Regions from separate parts of the Zea mays genome. Here region 1 is linked to region 2. Evidence: chromatin contacts called from public Hi-C data. All regions are on one chromosome and are shown on one strand. The core of a region is the stretch at or near the end of the contact, and the rest is flanking DNA. Distances in the headings are between cores, read along the strand shown. Region 1 holds the start of LOC103650494. Region 2 has its middle 22 kb from the start of LOC103650493.

Region 1 (7,613 bases), core at 1,429-3,928, 300 kb before region 2:
AGAAATAACAAATTCAACATTAATTTAAGCCATAACCTGATTAGAGGTCATATTTTGATCAATGTTATCATTATAAGAAGGTTTACTCTAACTAGGATGGTTAATCCACTAATCACACATTAAATAAATATCCAATTTTGAAAGTATGTAATATGGTCAAATAATGTTTGTTGTCGCATAGATAATTTTATTATGAAGCTAACACAACTGAAACGAACTAAATCAGAGTTAAAACATACAAGTTATGGATTATCTAAGGTTTAAGGATATTTTATACTTTAAAAATCCTTTTCTTTATTTATTATATACCCTGAACCTGGACGATGGCTTCAATATTTAAGAAGTCTAGGGTTAGGTTTGTAAAATCCAGGACTGGTTTGCGTTGATTCGTATATGTGTTAGGACAGCGGGTTGATTTTGTCAAAGTCAAAGGGCTCTTTTACAATTGGTCGCGGCGGAAGAGGTATCCCAGATTCTGAACCATCCGATCTATCTCTACGGTCAGGATTAGATTGACCCAATAACAAAAGCGGTAAACACTCCATCAGATCCCAATCCAGCGGCACTCATTTAATGAGACACACGATACCTGCCGACTGCCCGATGGGAGATCAATGCTCCAGATCACGCCCGAGCGAAGCGGTATCCCCAACTAATCCTAGTCGCCCAAACTCGGATCAATGGTCCAAGCGGCTTTTTCTTTACAGCGACAGTCGGCGTGGCGAGGAACAGCGCGCCACCCTAAGATCTCGCCGGTGTACTCGACCCCCATGCTCTGAGCTTCAAATTCAAATCCAAAAAGCGCTATATGGAGAGGAGAACATGGCAGGTCTAGTAGGGTAGGTTGTTACCTGTGCAACAGCACGGACATTGCTATCCACGGTGTGCGACGGTTTAGTGGCAAGTCGAAACTCCGGCGAGGAATTGGTGAGTCTTCGGTGAACGGATTCGTCGGAGGAGGACGTACAAGCGACCAGTACGCACACGTGAGACATCACCGCCACACCATGGCTGATAAGCATCGGTACGAACACGAATCAACGACGACCTAATTTTTTTCCCGCAGCGATGTCCACCCCCCCATGATTTCGTTAACTATGTGCAAGGATGTCACGACCTGTGGCCTAGGGTTCGCCAAACCCTAGACATGAGCCGCTGTAACACCCCTGGTATTACGAGAACTAAAACATTGACATGACATCATATGCATCAGCATCATTTTGCTTGATACACCTAGAATGCATTTTAGTAGGTCCAAAATCTCAAATGAAACACTAAAGTAGCCCAAAAGTGGAATTTTAAATCTAGAAAGAATTTGCTAGGAGACCATATACCAAAGTTATAGAGTTTTCAGAACCAGACAACTTTCATGTGTTGATATTTTCAAGTTTTGAAGAAAAATTTGGAGTAGTTGCAGAATTCAGATTTGGTTCAGTTTTTGGTTCGGCTCAAAACAGCTTTGTTTACCTGTTTTTGGACGCCTGCAGTTTCTAATCCATGAGTGTTTTGAGAAAGGTTGCTGTAGAAAACTTGTAGAGTAGTTATAGGAGACCCACTTTTATTGAGTATGTTAGCCCTAAAACCACATGAAAATATGTGAAAAATTGGTCAAAAGATGGGCTGACAGGTTTGGATTTCAGACTTGGTGTAATTATCCAAGTCTGAATTTCAGTGTGTCTGGCTCAACTTTGGAGCTTTGTGGTGATTGATCTATATGGTTTTGGACTGCAATTCCTGTAGCAAGTTTGAATACCATATGTTGGTGTGGAAGTTTGGTCAAAGATCATACCCCTAAAGCTACTTGGAACTTGGAGAAAAGGTGGTCCAAATTGGAGCTGTCAGACTTGTGATTTCTGGACTTTGATTCAGAAGTTGTAGTGCAGTTTCAGCATTATTCACCCAACTTCAGAGCTTTGTTGTGACTGATCCATGATGTTATGGCATGTACTTTCTATAAAAAATTGTTAGAGGGTAGTGTGGTGAGTAATTTTCATTAAGGTGGATCCCCCTGAACTTGCCTACAAATGGGAGAAAATGGTGTCCAAAAACATGTTGTCAGACTCCAGATTTCAGACTTAGTGCTGAATTGGCACTGCAGAACTCATATTTTGGAGCAACTTTGGGATCTCTTTGTGATCAATCTATGGAGTTTTAAGCTAAGGACTATATAAAAAAGTTAAAGACCGGAGAAAGGTGAACAAGTTTTATGTGAAGTACTGGGCCTGGTGTTGTGCAAAACTGGGAGTAAAATGCTCTTCAATATGCCCTGTCAGCCATGTGATGTTCTGTTCTCGTTTCAGCTGGATGAATTGGAATTTCAGTGTTTTCATCCCACTTTGGAGCGCTACGGCTCTTGATCTGTAAACCTTAGGTCTTGGGTTGCTGCAACAGGTTTGTAGTGCTTTGTTTGGTGAGCAAATTTTATTAGCAAAGGTTGATCCCTCGTTACCATTTGAAATCGTGGGATTAAAGAGAGATAGAGGGGAGGGTTCAGCCAAACAGTGTAAGTGCAGTTCAGGTGCTTAGTCTAGGAGTGAAGCAAGGATCTCCATGCCTGTTGTGTGTTTTCCTTGGGTCATTTCGAGTCAGCAGCTGACTGCTATCCACTGCTCAGCCCTCTATTTATTTTTACCCAAGTCGTATATATCTCCTCTCTTATTAAATCCTTGGAATGCTCCTGTTCTTATCCAATTAGTGCTCGGCTGGAAGCCTTCTCGTGTACACCAAATCTCTCCTTATCCCCTCCACGTAGCCTCTTTGTTCAGCCTGGAAACTACCGGACACTCCTCCGTCTCGTGATATTTTCTCTCTTCCATATCTCCACGGAAGCCGCTGGACATCTCCTAGATAATCTTCAGCCGTTACTTCCGCTCGTCCGTGCCATGCTTACATTGGTGATCAAGACGCCTAGGTCTTCACCACCATCGCTTAGCTGTTCGCCTCTGCGTCAGCTCACCGGACCTGCAGTCCGTCAGGCCACTGTCTACGCTGTGCTCAAGGTCCTACTCACCGTTCTTCTCGTCGACAGCGCCAGTCGTGTCTCCCGCTACACCGACACTTTTTCTCCATCGCTCGACTCCGTGCTCAGCGCTCTCACCATCATTACTGTTCCTCTCCTCGCCGGAGTTCGCCGGGCTTACGCTCAACCCCGCCACCGTGAGATTTACCTCGCCTCCAAACCGTGTTCGCCGCAGCCCAGCCATCGTCTACCATCACGCTCGGCTCCAGCTAGTTGCGCTCCTCGCGCCAACCCTGATTCCAAGCGCCGCCACAACCTCGTCCTAGATTCGAGGCATCACATCGTCGCTCTGCTGCATAGGCGCCCATGTCGTCGCCTTCCTGCCGTCTTTGCTCATGTGCCAGGTAAGAGTTGGCCGAAGGTTTTGTATTTTATTTTCCAATTTCAGATTATAGTGGGGACCTAGAAAATGACATAGAAAATTACAGAAAAATGCTAAATATGTAAAACCAATTTTGTTGAGTTCACCAAGATGAGTACTATCTGATCAAAAAATTCATTAGGCTTGAACAACTTTTATGTTTAGGTCTTAATTAAAATTAACTTACTAACGCTTATTTTAGTTATAGAAATAAAAATATAGCTCCAAAAATACTGAAACTTTGTGGATAGGTTTAATATGTCTAAAATAGTGCCGAGTATAAGTTTTAATGTATTTGGAGTTGGTTTGCCTAGAGAACCTTGAAATAGCTAAAAGAAGAAATAAAAAAAACCTAGACAAGTAGTGTTAATATATGTTGTAGCGGGGTTAGAACCTATAAAGTGTTGGGTAGCAAAATTTAGTGAACCTTAGCATGTTTAGTCCTCTGGTTTGTCCAACTAAATTCAGTTTAGGCATTTAGATCAAATGTTAAGTTAGGTATAAGTATAGATAAGCTTGTCACGTGCTTAGTTAGAGGTGTTTATGTTCCCCACCTCTCCTTTGTGAGAGTTTGCATTTCATATCATTACATAAGCATCCATGTATTTGTAATTGACTTGTAGAACACCTAGAAGAAGTGGCATTGAAGAAGAAGCCTGCCCCAAGTACTGTTGATCTAGTGGTGGAGTTCCATCTAACTAATTGTCGTGATTGAAGGGTTTTGGATCTTCTCCTGCAAAAAGGCAAGCCCCGGTGCATTTGCCACCTTCCTTGTATTTACAAAATTTTATCACTTATATGATGCATTAGGTGATAGGGGTTGAATGATTAAACACTTGATGCATTACCATTCCTTGAAAAAAAATTGATTACCATACCTTGTCACCTGATTTATAAAAGCTAGAGATGCTTAATCATGCAGATAGATTAAAAAAAATGTTTTTGATCTACGACTCATAATTTCCAAAAGAAAATTGGCTTGGGATAATGAAGGCATCATCTGCTGTGAGAAATTCATTATCCAGGCATGGCCCCTCTGTCAGGCGCCAAATGTTTTGAGAAATAGTATAAATAAACTTGAGGCCGGGCGGTTGACTTGCACCAGAACGGAGTCTGGTTGTAGTGTCTCCGTCTGTGTCGATTAAGGACCGTACCGATTGTAGGCCTGTTGATCTAGGACCTTTTAGCTGGCCACATACCTCGTCATGGGTAAGCTTGAACCCGGCTATTCCATACGTGAAATGACAACCGCGCACTGGGTATGGGAGATGGTGGGAGTAGCAGTTATCCTCCTGGCAAGAGGCTGGATGGTAGGGTAATGTGCTCCCGGGTAGCGCGGACCAGTTCATGTAGTGAAGGATCCGTGGGGATGGTTGACATATGCAAGGGTTAAGTGCTACATATGTCGTGTGGTTGGAGATCCCCAGCTGGGCATTAATCGATTCGGATCGCCGTTACTTCTCGGATATGAAGACTGGATCGCTGCCCTTCATCGTAGATAACAAGTGAAACAAAAATTTGGATTTTAAAAGCAACCTAGTGTAGGTCAAGTGAATGATCTAGATTAGGAAATTGCTAGATTCAGGCTAGAAGATTCAGGTAATAAACTAACTTGTGAAATAAAACTTGGCTTAAGGACTCACTTCTAGTAAGCTTTTCTGCAAAATGAGTCCTTGAACTTTGATGAGCTTTACCTTGATTCCCAAAAGCCAGCATACCCTTGAGAGTCTTTTCTTTAGTCGGGTAAGTCTTGCTGAGTAATTGTGTACTCAGGGTTTTATCCCTTATTGTTTTTGTAGGAGAAGTTTTATTCCCTTATCTTTGGGTTAGCTACTTCATGTGGATGACTTGAAGCTTAGAATGTTTATGTATATATCTTATGGAAAGGCTTCACCCTTCCAATTATTGTAATAAGTTATGCACTTCGAGTACTAACAGGACTTGTAATAAATACATCTCTTTCTACCATGTAAAACTTGAGTTCTGAAATGTAAAGTGTACTTTGTAAAAGTCTTCCGCTCTATCTTCAATGTGTGTGTATCAAATGTGATTACTGTAATATACCTGTTATGTGGGAGATCCTTGGGATGATGAGTTCCAGTTAGCGAACTCGATAGCCTTGTTAAGTTACCCGGTACACGTGCACAACCATCTGAGGCCAGTAAGGCAAGGATTGGTGCATGTGGGTCTGATAACTTGGGAGGGCTGTCACAGCCGCGACAGCAGGATCCGACAACTTCCCTTGTAAGCTTCGGTGGCGAGGAAGAAGAAATAGACAGATTTGTGGCTAATCCTTTCTTATCCAGTAATCTTTGACGGTTTATCAGCACAAGTATTTATAGTCCATTAGATGGGCTAGATTACAATCAAAGACAAAGTCACACAATGGCCCAGATTAACCCTAATGCTTTTAGAATCCCATAGATCTCCAGATCTACTACTACACCAAACTCACCGCTGCTTCGGTCGTTACATTTCCCCCCAACAAAACTCGCTTGTCCCCAAGAGAGGGCATCAGGAAACCTATTTTTGTCCACATAAAAATCTTTCCAGGTTGCTGAAGAAATAGGCAAACCTATCCATTTAATCATCACTTGAGGTACTGCATGATTACCCCTCCGAACCAACCTTCTGTCCACAATTTCCTCAGGCCAAATCCCTGGACCAGACAAATCTGCCACCTTGGGAAGCTCAGCAAAAACTAGAGTATGTTTTGGGTGAAATGCCTTTAACTAAGATACATGAAAAACATGGTGTATCTGTGCATTTTCTGGCAACTCCAATCGATAAGCCACTGCACCAATTCTTGCCACAATTTTGAAAAGACCAAAGAACTTAAAGGATAACTTTGGATATGGCATGTTAACCACTATCTTTTGAGCATAAGGTTGTAACTTGAGAAGCACAAATTCTCCAACCTGGAATTCCCTAGGAGTTCGCCCTCTGTCTGCCATTTGTTTCATTCTATTCTGAGCTTGTGCCAACCTCTCTCTAAGCAGTTCAGAGGCCACTTATCTTTCCTGCAACCAGGTAGTGACATCCCTATCCCCTTCCTCTCTCAATCAAGGAACAACCATCATAGGAGGTGTATAACCATACATAATTTTAAAGGGAGAACAGTCCATAGCAGTATGGTAGGTGGTGTTATACCAAAACTCTGCTAAAGCCAACCAATGCCTCCATTTGTGAGGATGATCATGGACTGCACACCTAAGATATTGTTCCAAACACTGATTCACCCTCTCAGTTTGCCCATCTGTCTGAGGATGATATGCAGTAGAAAATAGCAACTTCACTCCCACAAGCTGAAACAAATGTGTCCAGAAAGAACTTGTAAACACTTTATCTCTGTCTGACACAATAGTTTTAGGAGCACCATGAAGCTTAACCACAGTGTCCAGAAACACCTGAGCTACCTCTTGAGCAGTGTATGGATGCTTGAGGGAAATAAAATGAGCATATTTGGAGAATCTATCACCACTACCAAAATAGTGTCAAAACCTTCAGACGTAGGCAGCCCCTCCACAGAATCCATAGAAACATCCTCCCAAGCACCTGTAGGGATAGGCAGAGGCTGTAACAGTCCTTGTGGATGCACTCTTTCACTTTTAGCCTGCTGACATACTTGGCACTGGCCCACAAACTGAGTAACATCATTCTTAAGTCCCTTCCACCGAAACATTTTTTCACCCTGTGATAAGTAGCATGCACTCCTGAATGCCCTCCAACAGCACTGTCATGCAAAGCTGTGATCAACTTAGTCCTTAGATCAGAGTTATCTCCAATCCAAATCACCCCATTCCTCCTTATAATCCCCTGATGCAAACTGTAGCATGCTCATTAGGACTTTGAATCAAAAGCTGAGTCTTCAACTCTTGAGCCTCCATATCAATTTCATATGAATTTAAAACCTCTTGAACCCAAAGAGGTTGTACTCAGACACATGGGATAAGGCCATGAGATAACTCACTCTGGACAGAGCATCTGCCATAGCATTTTCCACCCCCTTTTTGTGTACTATCTGAAACTGCAACCCAATCATTTTAGCCATAGCCTTTTTCTGAAGTTCAGAGTGTAACTGTTGTTCTCCCAGAAAAGTAAGGGACCGGTGGTCAGTCCTGATGGTGAAAGGAGCTCTCTGAAGATAGGCTCTCCATTTGTCTACATCCAAAATCAAAGCCAAGTACTCCTTCTCATATATAGACAAGTTCTTAGAAAAGCAATAGGTCTCCC
Region 2 (7,669 bases), core at 1,143-3,642:
CTACAAATTTCATGGTATTGATTTCTTTAATTTGTTTCAAAGCGGCATCATATAGTAATATTATTTTCTTTATTCAGAGCCTCAGAGCGAGGGTCGTCCTGAAAGATCGAAAGCGGCGATACATGTAGACGTGTGGCCGCCGGACAAGGTGGCACCGGCATGCATGGCTGCCTGGGCTGGCCGCGGCCCGCGGCCGGGGACCGTACCGAGGTTCTAGCTAGTGCGGCGACCACACGGCTTCATTAATGGGCAGCGCGATGCACGTACGTAGGGAGGAAGAGTAAACGCCTGCGCCAGATCTGGCCATGGATGATGGAGAGGCCGGGAAGCAGCAGGTGACCGCTGTTCATGGAGACCTGCGACGCGGCACGTGATGTGAAGGGAGAGAGAGAGGGAGAGGTCATCGATCGACGCTCAATTGCTCAGCTATATAGCTCTGCGTCGACATAGCTGCACTGCGCTGCTATCAATGAAGCTAGTATAGAACGGAGCTGCCATGCCATGCCCCGGCCGTGTGTTTAAGTTGACTAACGTCGTCTAACTCGCCACGCCCGTGTGCACATCTATCACAAACATGCACACACAACATGATTTAACAGATGCATAGAGCCATGCATATTTGTTCCGTTTTGTCAGTTGGACTGTTGGAGTGTGGCTAGTTCTTAAGAGCTCGATCTACTGTATGTTTGCTTAATTGCACCAGCACTGGCCCAAAAGCTAAGGACCAGCTTAGCTCGCTACCCTTCAAAGAGGTCATTCACACTATCTTTCTCTCGTCCATTATTCAGCATGCATACAATTAAGAGTCATAAACGGTGTCACTAACAAGTAGTAGTACGTGATACACATATTAGAGGTAGTAGCTGTGCTTAGTTTATGTCATGTGGCGTCATCCGGGTACGCCGTTTCGGTTAGCCAGTTAGCTAGATACGTAGGTGTGTGATGCCAGTGCCACTCCACTCCTACTGGCTGCTGGTCAATCCACGTTACGTTACGTGTGTACGTGTGCTGTCTAATGTACTTGGATCGGTAGCACCGGCAGGTGAGCTGCATGCAGAGAGCTGGCTAGGTGTTGCGATCGATGATACCTGCATACATGCACGATGCACCACGTACCTAGCTACCACCACCAACGAACGCCGACGTCGTCTCGTAGTGTACGGTGCACGGACCTTCGTCGATCGTGTCCGTACGGAAAACGATCCGTCGTCACGCACGCACGGACTGCTGGTTCTTCCTTCGGCACTGTCGTAGTAGTATCGTCTCCTTCGTAGCCTAGCCCCGCGTAGAAATCAAAGGAAGGCAAGCTGAATATGCGCCGGGCGGTGGTCGTCGTGTCGATCCAAGGAGCTAGCTAGCATGTACGTGTCTATACGGTAGCTGTACCGTCTCTTTCGTCGTGTATGTACGTAAGTATATATAGCTAGCTTAGCAAGCAGGTAGCTAGAGATCGAGGTCGAGAGGGGCCCGGTGGTTAGGGAATGGCGATCATCACTGGCAGTGCGTGGCCCTGCCACCACATCATATCGTGCGTCGTACGCGTACGTACGCGTCGCTAACTAGCTGCTGCAACTGATGCAGTACACAATGCAAGAAGATGTATGCTGGCGCCCACACTGACGACGACGTCGACCGACGCACCATACATACACTGTTGTGTCCGGCCGGTGGTCTAGCTAACTAGTACGTACGGAGTCCTACGTACGTACGTTCAATTCAGCCAACAGCACAGGGACGACGAGACGTCGTGTCGTCGACCCACCGGCGGGCTGCTCCATCGTACGTGAACGGTGTAGCTAGTACGCGTGCACGATGTCGATACATATATACGTTGACGCATGGTACGTCGTCTTTGTACATCATGGCGGTCCATGCACACTGCAGCCAGCTTCGATCGTGCTCTGATGGCTGTTAGCCCTGTTACTACTGGACATGCAAAAGCGTTCCGAGAGCTAAACAATTCCACTGTGTATTTTGCTAGTGTCCATCGATCACCGGGGCGGAATTTGAAATGCCCAACAAACATGCACACGATCGTCTCTGATCCGTCGCCCGGCCCTGCCCAGAGGGACGACGACGACGGAGGTGGACAAAGCTAGCTAAGTGAGGCCTCGAGATAAAAAAAAAGGCGGTTAGTTGCACTTGTCCCCATGAAAAAGCGGCGGGAGAGAAGCGTAAAGCTCAGCTCGCTCGAGCAGACAGCATAAAAACTAAACCAACCTTCATGCTATGCTCTGCATCTTTTCCTCTCTTTTTTTCCTCCTCCTTTTAACCTACTACTACCCCCCTTTAATCTTGCATCGGTTCTCCTCCCTCTCTCTCTCCTCGGTCTTTTCCACGTGCTTTCGTTGTCATCGTTCTTCTTCTTCGTCGTCGTTTTCTTCTTCTCCTTTTTGGCATGAATGGTGGTTCTGGTTTTCGAATTCAGTGGTCCACGACCACGATGCATGCAGGATGGGCTTTCTTTTGGCGGCACGCACACACACACTTTTCCAGGAATCCAGAGCTATCCATTATTCAGATCAGGCCAACAAAAGAAGGAAGGAAGGATAGCCATTAGAGAGATGAATCGACGATTCCATTATATTCAATTCTGCTGTAGCACTGCATGCATGCTGCTTGTAATTGTAGTGTCTCCAACTTTGAGTGCACGTCGTCGGTCGTCCATGTTGCTGACTTCGATTCATTCGCCAACCAAAAGAAAATAAAGTTTCAGACCAAACATATATCTCAACCCCACGGTTAGTACACTACTGCACCTTAATTATTTGACTGGTACAGCAAGAATTCTCTCCAGCTGCATGGACACTGGACAGACCACACCGATCGCTGAAGTCAAGAAGAAGAAGGCGGTGATAAGTGGCCCGGCAGCACTGCTACTCTTGTGCAATCAGGCTATCTCTAGCACCTTAACCATCACATAATCATATTTAAACTCTATTCTACGAATAATACAGGTTAAAGTGCTAAACAGTGTTTTAGGTGACTATATAAGATCTAGACCGTATATAGCCGTCTATCTATAGTTTATCTAAAACAGACTGCTGGAGTTTGAATACGAGCATAAGAATGCATAGTAGAGACTAGAGATAGTCACGAAGCCTGATTGGGTGATGATTGTCTTTGCAAAGGGTAAAGGATCGAGCGATTGATTGGGCGCCTTCCACGCTCGTCGTCCTGCCGGCGTGCAAAAAGGTCGCTGCTCGCCGCTCGCGCGCGCGCGCCGGTGTTCAAACCGTTCTCAAGCTTTCGAATTGAAACCGAGCATTTCGCGAGACGGCAAAAGGACGACTGAATCCCAGTGCAGTTCGGAGGAAACAAAAGGTGGGTACTCCAGTGTACAGTGCAGCAGCTGACTTCTCAAGAGGGCTAATTGGGTGCTCTCGTGTTGTGGATTTGTTCTCAAATAATATGAGTTAAGAATAAAACAACACAAAATGTTAAAGGTTAATGCCCTTCGTCATTTGAAGCATTATTTTCCTTAGGATATAATGATCTTCAGACGCAGGTCATGACGGGCGTACCTTCATCATCATAATATATGTTAATGAAAGAAGAAACATATGAGATATGAGAGATAAGATGAATAATCATATCACATTATCAGTATCTCGTTATTATATCATCATGAATGAACAAGAGCAATATTGATTTACATTTGTACCTTTGGCTTGATAGAAGGTAAAAGTCCAAGCGTGATGCACGAGCGAGTACAAGTCAGCGTGAACAGTACGGGGGTACTGTTCACCTATTTATAGGCACGGGACGCAACCCAGTCAAAATTACATTTATGTCCTCAATAAATAGTTACAATCATGACACGAATTATCATAGACTGATTAGTCTTTTTCTCTTTAAGTCGGTGCTGCCCTTCGGCTCAAGGCATGTCACTATGCCGAAGCTCACTAGATCGTAGCTTCGGCGTATGCCTTCGCACTGTGTTTGCTTATATGCTGATCTTCCGAAGTTGTTTGTGCTTAGAGGACCTTCGACGACAAAGCAGGCCTCCAACAGTAGCCCCTTTGCGGTGCTAGATCGTTTTTCGTAACGAGCTTGATCCGTGAAAAATCTCCAAGGCTTCGGAATGCCGAAGGTCCGAAAAACACCTTCCCTGAGCTCGTTGCCGAGAAACGATTAAAATATTTTGGGCGCGAGGTGGCCCACCATGTGGCGGGTACAAACAATCTGGCGATTCACTTCCCAAGCGCCGAGTGGTCCATCGTTCAGCGGGTGCGGGTAACTGTTCAGTGGGTACGGGCGACTTGGCGATTCACCTTCCCACCTGCAGCACTATATAAACAGAAGGGAATGTGTGAAGTTACCACCACATTCATTGCCATTGCACTGTTGTGCTGTTGAAAAATTTAACTATAGCCGAAGCTTTTTCATGCATTCTCGAGCAAACCATCATTTTGAATTAGCTTCGTCAAAAAACTATAAAAAAACATCAGCTTCGTAAAAACTACAAAAGATTCATCATCAGATGACCAGAGTATGCTCGACTGCGAGGGTGACCCGTGAAGGAGAGGAGACTGAAACCACTGAAACAGCTCCAATCTCCGAAGTCATGAGACAATCGAGATTAGTTGTGACGGAGGGAGCCGTTGACGAAGGTACTTCTGGTGCCGAGGCTGAGCAAGCTGATATTGAAGAAGAATAAAATGCTGATGATGAAGGAGAAGATTTTAGAATTTTGATCCCATCAAAACCCAGCCACCTGGATTTTGAGAAATCTACCGTGTCTGAAGCCGACGTGCCCATGATGATAAAACTGGGCTACTTCGGAGAAGTTGAGAAGAAGCTTATTCGTTTTGCCGGGGAAGAAACCACTCTGACACCGAAATATGATGAAGTGGTAGTTTTCAAGAGCTTTTTCAGAGCAGGATTACGGTTTCCGTTGAATGAGATGATTGGAGAAGTCTTGAAAAATTATGAAATCTTTCTTCATCAGCTGACCCCTAACGCCATCGTTAGGCTCAGCATTTTCATCTGGGTCCTTCGAAGCCAAGGGATGGACCCAAATGCTGAAGCTTTTGCCGAGTGCATGAGCTGCATTACCAAACAAAGGCCAGAGAAGACGGACTGCATGAAAATTTTGGTTGTTATAACTTCGCGTATCGCAAGGATACAAAGGCTTCGGTCCTCAGTTATCGCACCAAGTGGCCAACTGGATGGAAGAGTGAGTGGTTTTATATCAAGGCCGATGAGAAGAAGAGGGAGAAGTTGAAGACGATGGTCATGAGCCCACTGAGTTTAACCTTCGGGATGACCAGACCCTTGTGCAACATGAAGCCAGGGTCACCATGCCAACTAGCCGTAGCAGAATTCAGAGTGGTGGCTGAACATATCAGCACCAGAGATCTAGTGCAAGAATACTTGGTGAATAGGGTATCTCCAATATTGAGTGAATGGAGTATGCCGAAGCTGAAAGGAACAAAGAAGAAGAATGAACTTGTTCGATTGCCCCATCACTTCAAGTTTGAGAAACAATTCAAAGAGCCTTGCCAAGAGTGGCTAGAGATGATTGAGACTATGTGCAACGAAATTTTGGGCAATTATACCAAAAAGAAGATCAACTAATGACTGTAGCCTTCGGCACCTGACCAAAACGAAGGTTGAATCGGGTAATGGACGCTTTAAACTTTGAATACCCTGATTATGAACGACTAAGCAAAGGTGCCGAAGGGACAAAGAGAAAAAGGGTTGTCAGTGTTCTGAGCAGACAGGCTGCTAGGATGGTGAAAGAGGACGAAAAGACTCTAAAAAGGAGAAAATCCAGTCCTGAGCCAAAGGTGGTGACTTTGAAGAAGAGAAAAACTGCAACTCCAGAGCCGAAGATGGCTGAGATAGAAGAGGACGCTCCTTCGACGCTTTCTGCTGCCGAAGTAGAAGAAATTTTAAAGGTAATGACCGAATCCTTACCTGTCAAGCTGCTATGTCCTCTAAGGCCGAAACTAACGAAGCTTTTACAGAAGAAGGACGAGCCTTCGGCAGAGAAAAAGGCGATTGGTCCAAAAAAGCAAAGAATTGTTACTGTTATGCAAGCCATTGAGGAAACGCCACCGCCAGCCTCATCATCAAAAATGACACCAGCTGCCGAAGTTGCTGCTTCTGCCGAAGCTGCAACTGCCGAAGCTACCAATCTGGAGAGTACATTATATGCTATTGATAAAGTGCTCTTGGATTTGGCCGCAGAGGAGACTGTTGCGGCTGTAGAAGAAGTCCTGGCCGTAATGCCTGAGAAAGGGAAAGAAATTGCCGAAGACAGTTCGGAAGGACAAGGCTTCAGTTTTCAGAACCTAGTTGGTCAAGAATTGTCCGAGGCTGAGAAGGAGGAGATGCAGGAGTATGCTATATCCTGTGGCTACCAGCCAGGAGCCATGCTCTTTGGCGGAATTAATGAAGAAGCCTTAGGATGTATTCGAGACCATACTGGGGTGAATATTATCAGCACTCTATCGAAGAGTGTTGGTTTTTCGAAACCTGAAGCTGACATCAGCAGCTACCGACGACAGCATATCGTCGGCAACTTATTCTACTCCAACTTTAAGGTAAAGCTTTTTTTCCTCATCTTTTATTTTTTTATTATAAAACAAAAAATTTCTGGTGAAGGCTATTTTGTACAGAGTATGCTACTAAGCAAAGCGCTGAGGATGCAGCAAGATCTTGAAGATAAAAAGAATGAGATTATAATCGAGGGCTTGGAAAAGAAAATCAAAGATCAAGAAGCCTCTCTAGAAAGGAAAGACTTTCTTCTTCAGACAATGGAGGGTTCATTGGTAGAAGCCCAAGCCAAAGTTGCTAAATTAAACGATGAACTCCTCTGAAAATTAGAAAGCTTCGAGCAAGAAAAGAAGAATTTTGATGCGAACCTTGAAGCAGAAGTTGAGAAAAGTTCGAATATGCAAAATTCCTTAAAAGAGCTTCAAAACAAATGCTTGAACTTCGACAACCGGTGCGTGCAGCTGCTGAGACAGGTCTTCAACTCAGTGGGAGCCATCTCTGAAAAATTTGAACCTATGGTTGAAGACCTGCCAAGCACCTTCGAACATATTGAGAGCGAAGTTGAGGCGCTTGACAAAGTTATAGCTGTGCATGGTGACTTCTGTGCCCTGCTGGCTTCTCGCGGCACAACTGTAGCTTTTATGAAGGCTGGTTGCACGCACGGAAAGATTGTAAACAGGTCAAAGTTCAGTTTATCACCAGCAGACCTAACTGATATCCCTAGCCTGGCCCGAAGTATTGGGAATAGGTTTGTAACACAAATTTGGACGAAGGGTGGGCGGGACTTAGCTGGTGACGAAGCTCAAAGTCATCTTAAGCCGGTATTAAACTTGTACATGTTGCTTACCTTCTCCTGAGATTACTTTTTACCTTATACCGCTTTGTTATGTACAGGATGATGATGCCGAAGGTCAATAATCTGAAGCTTGACGGAGACTGATGAAGTTGCTGCACAAAGCTTTAGAAATATTTGAATTATCTTTGTAAAAGATATTGTAATTTAGGAATCAAACATTACTCTGTAAATTTGTACATACCTTGTAATATATTTTTACCTTTCCATCCGTGTATGAATTGCTTTGATGTGGACGAAACTTGCATCTTTTGAGCCGAAGGCGAAAAACACCTTCCCTTCTTTTCGTACACAACGAAGCGTATCTTTGCT

Evidence for each region. A called contact is a pair of places that touch in the nucleus more often than the background predicts.
Region 1: a Hi-C map of leaf shows a contact between it and region 2, with 6 times the contacts expected there. The contact joins the promoter of LOC103650494 here to the enhancer-like site in region 2. A contact is called at or near these places in 7 of 25 Hi-C or Micro-C datasets (bundle sheath, ear, leaf and 2 more).

The regions. Positions count from the first base shown.
Region 1 is chr3:124,164,945-124,172,557 of Zm-B73-REFERENCE-NAM-5.0, reverse strand. LOC103650494 reads left to right here and starts at 2,678. Exons shown (of 2, transcript XM_020551121.3): 1 at 2,678-3,363; 2 at 4,004-5,389. The coding sequence starts at 2,883. The coding sequence ends at 4,095.
Region 2 is chr3:123,866,239-123,873,907 of Zm-B73-REFERENCE-NAM-5.0, reverse strand. No RefSeq gene overlaps it. Among protein-coding and RNA genes, the nearest start is that of LOC103650493, 22 kb to the left of the region's middle. Within about 2 kb of position 2,392, at least 8 of the 20 cell types and tissues checked have an H3K27ac peak or open chromatin away from gene starts, as enhancers often do. A contact at or near this core is called in bundle sheath and leaf, where this site is marked.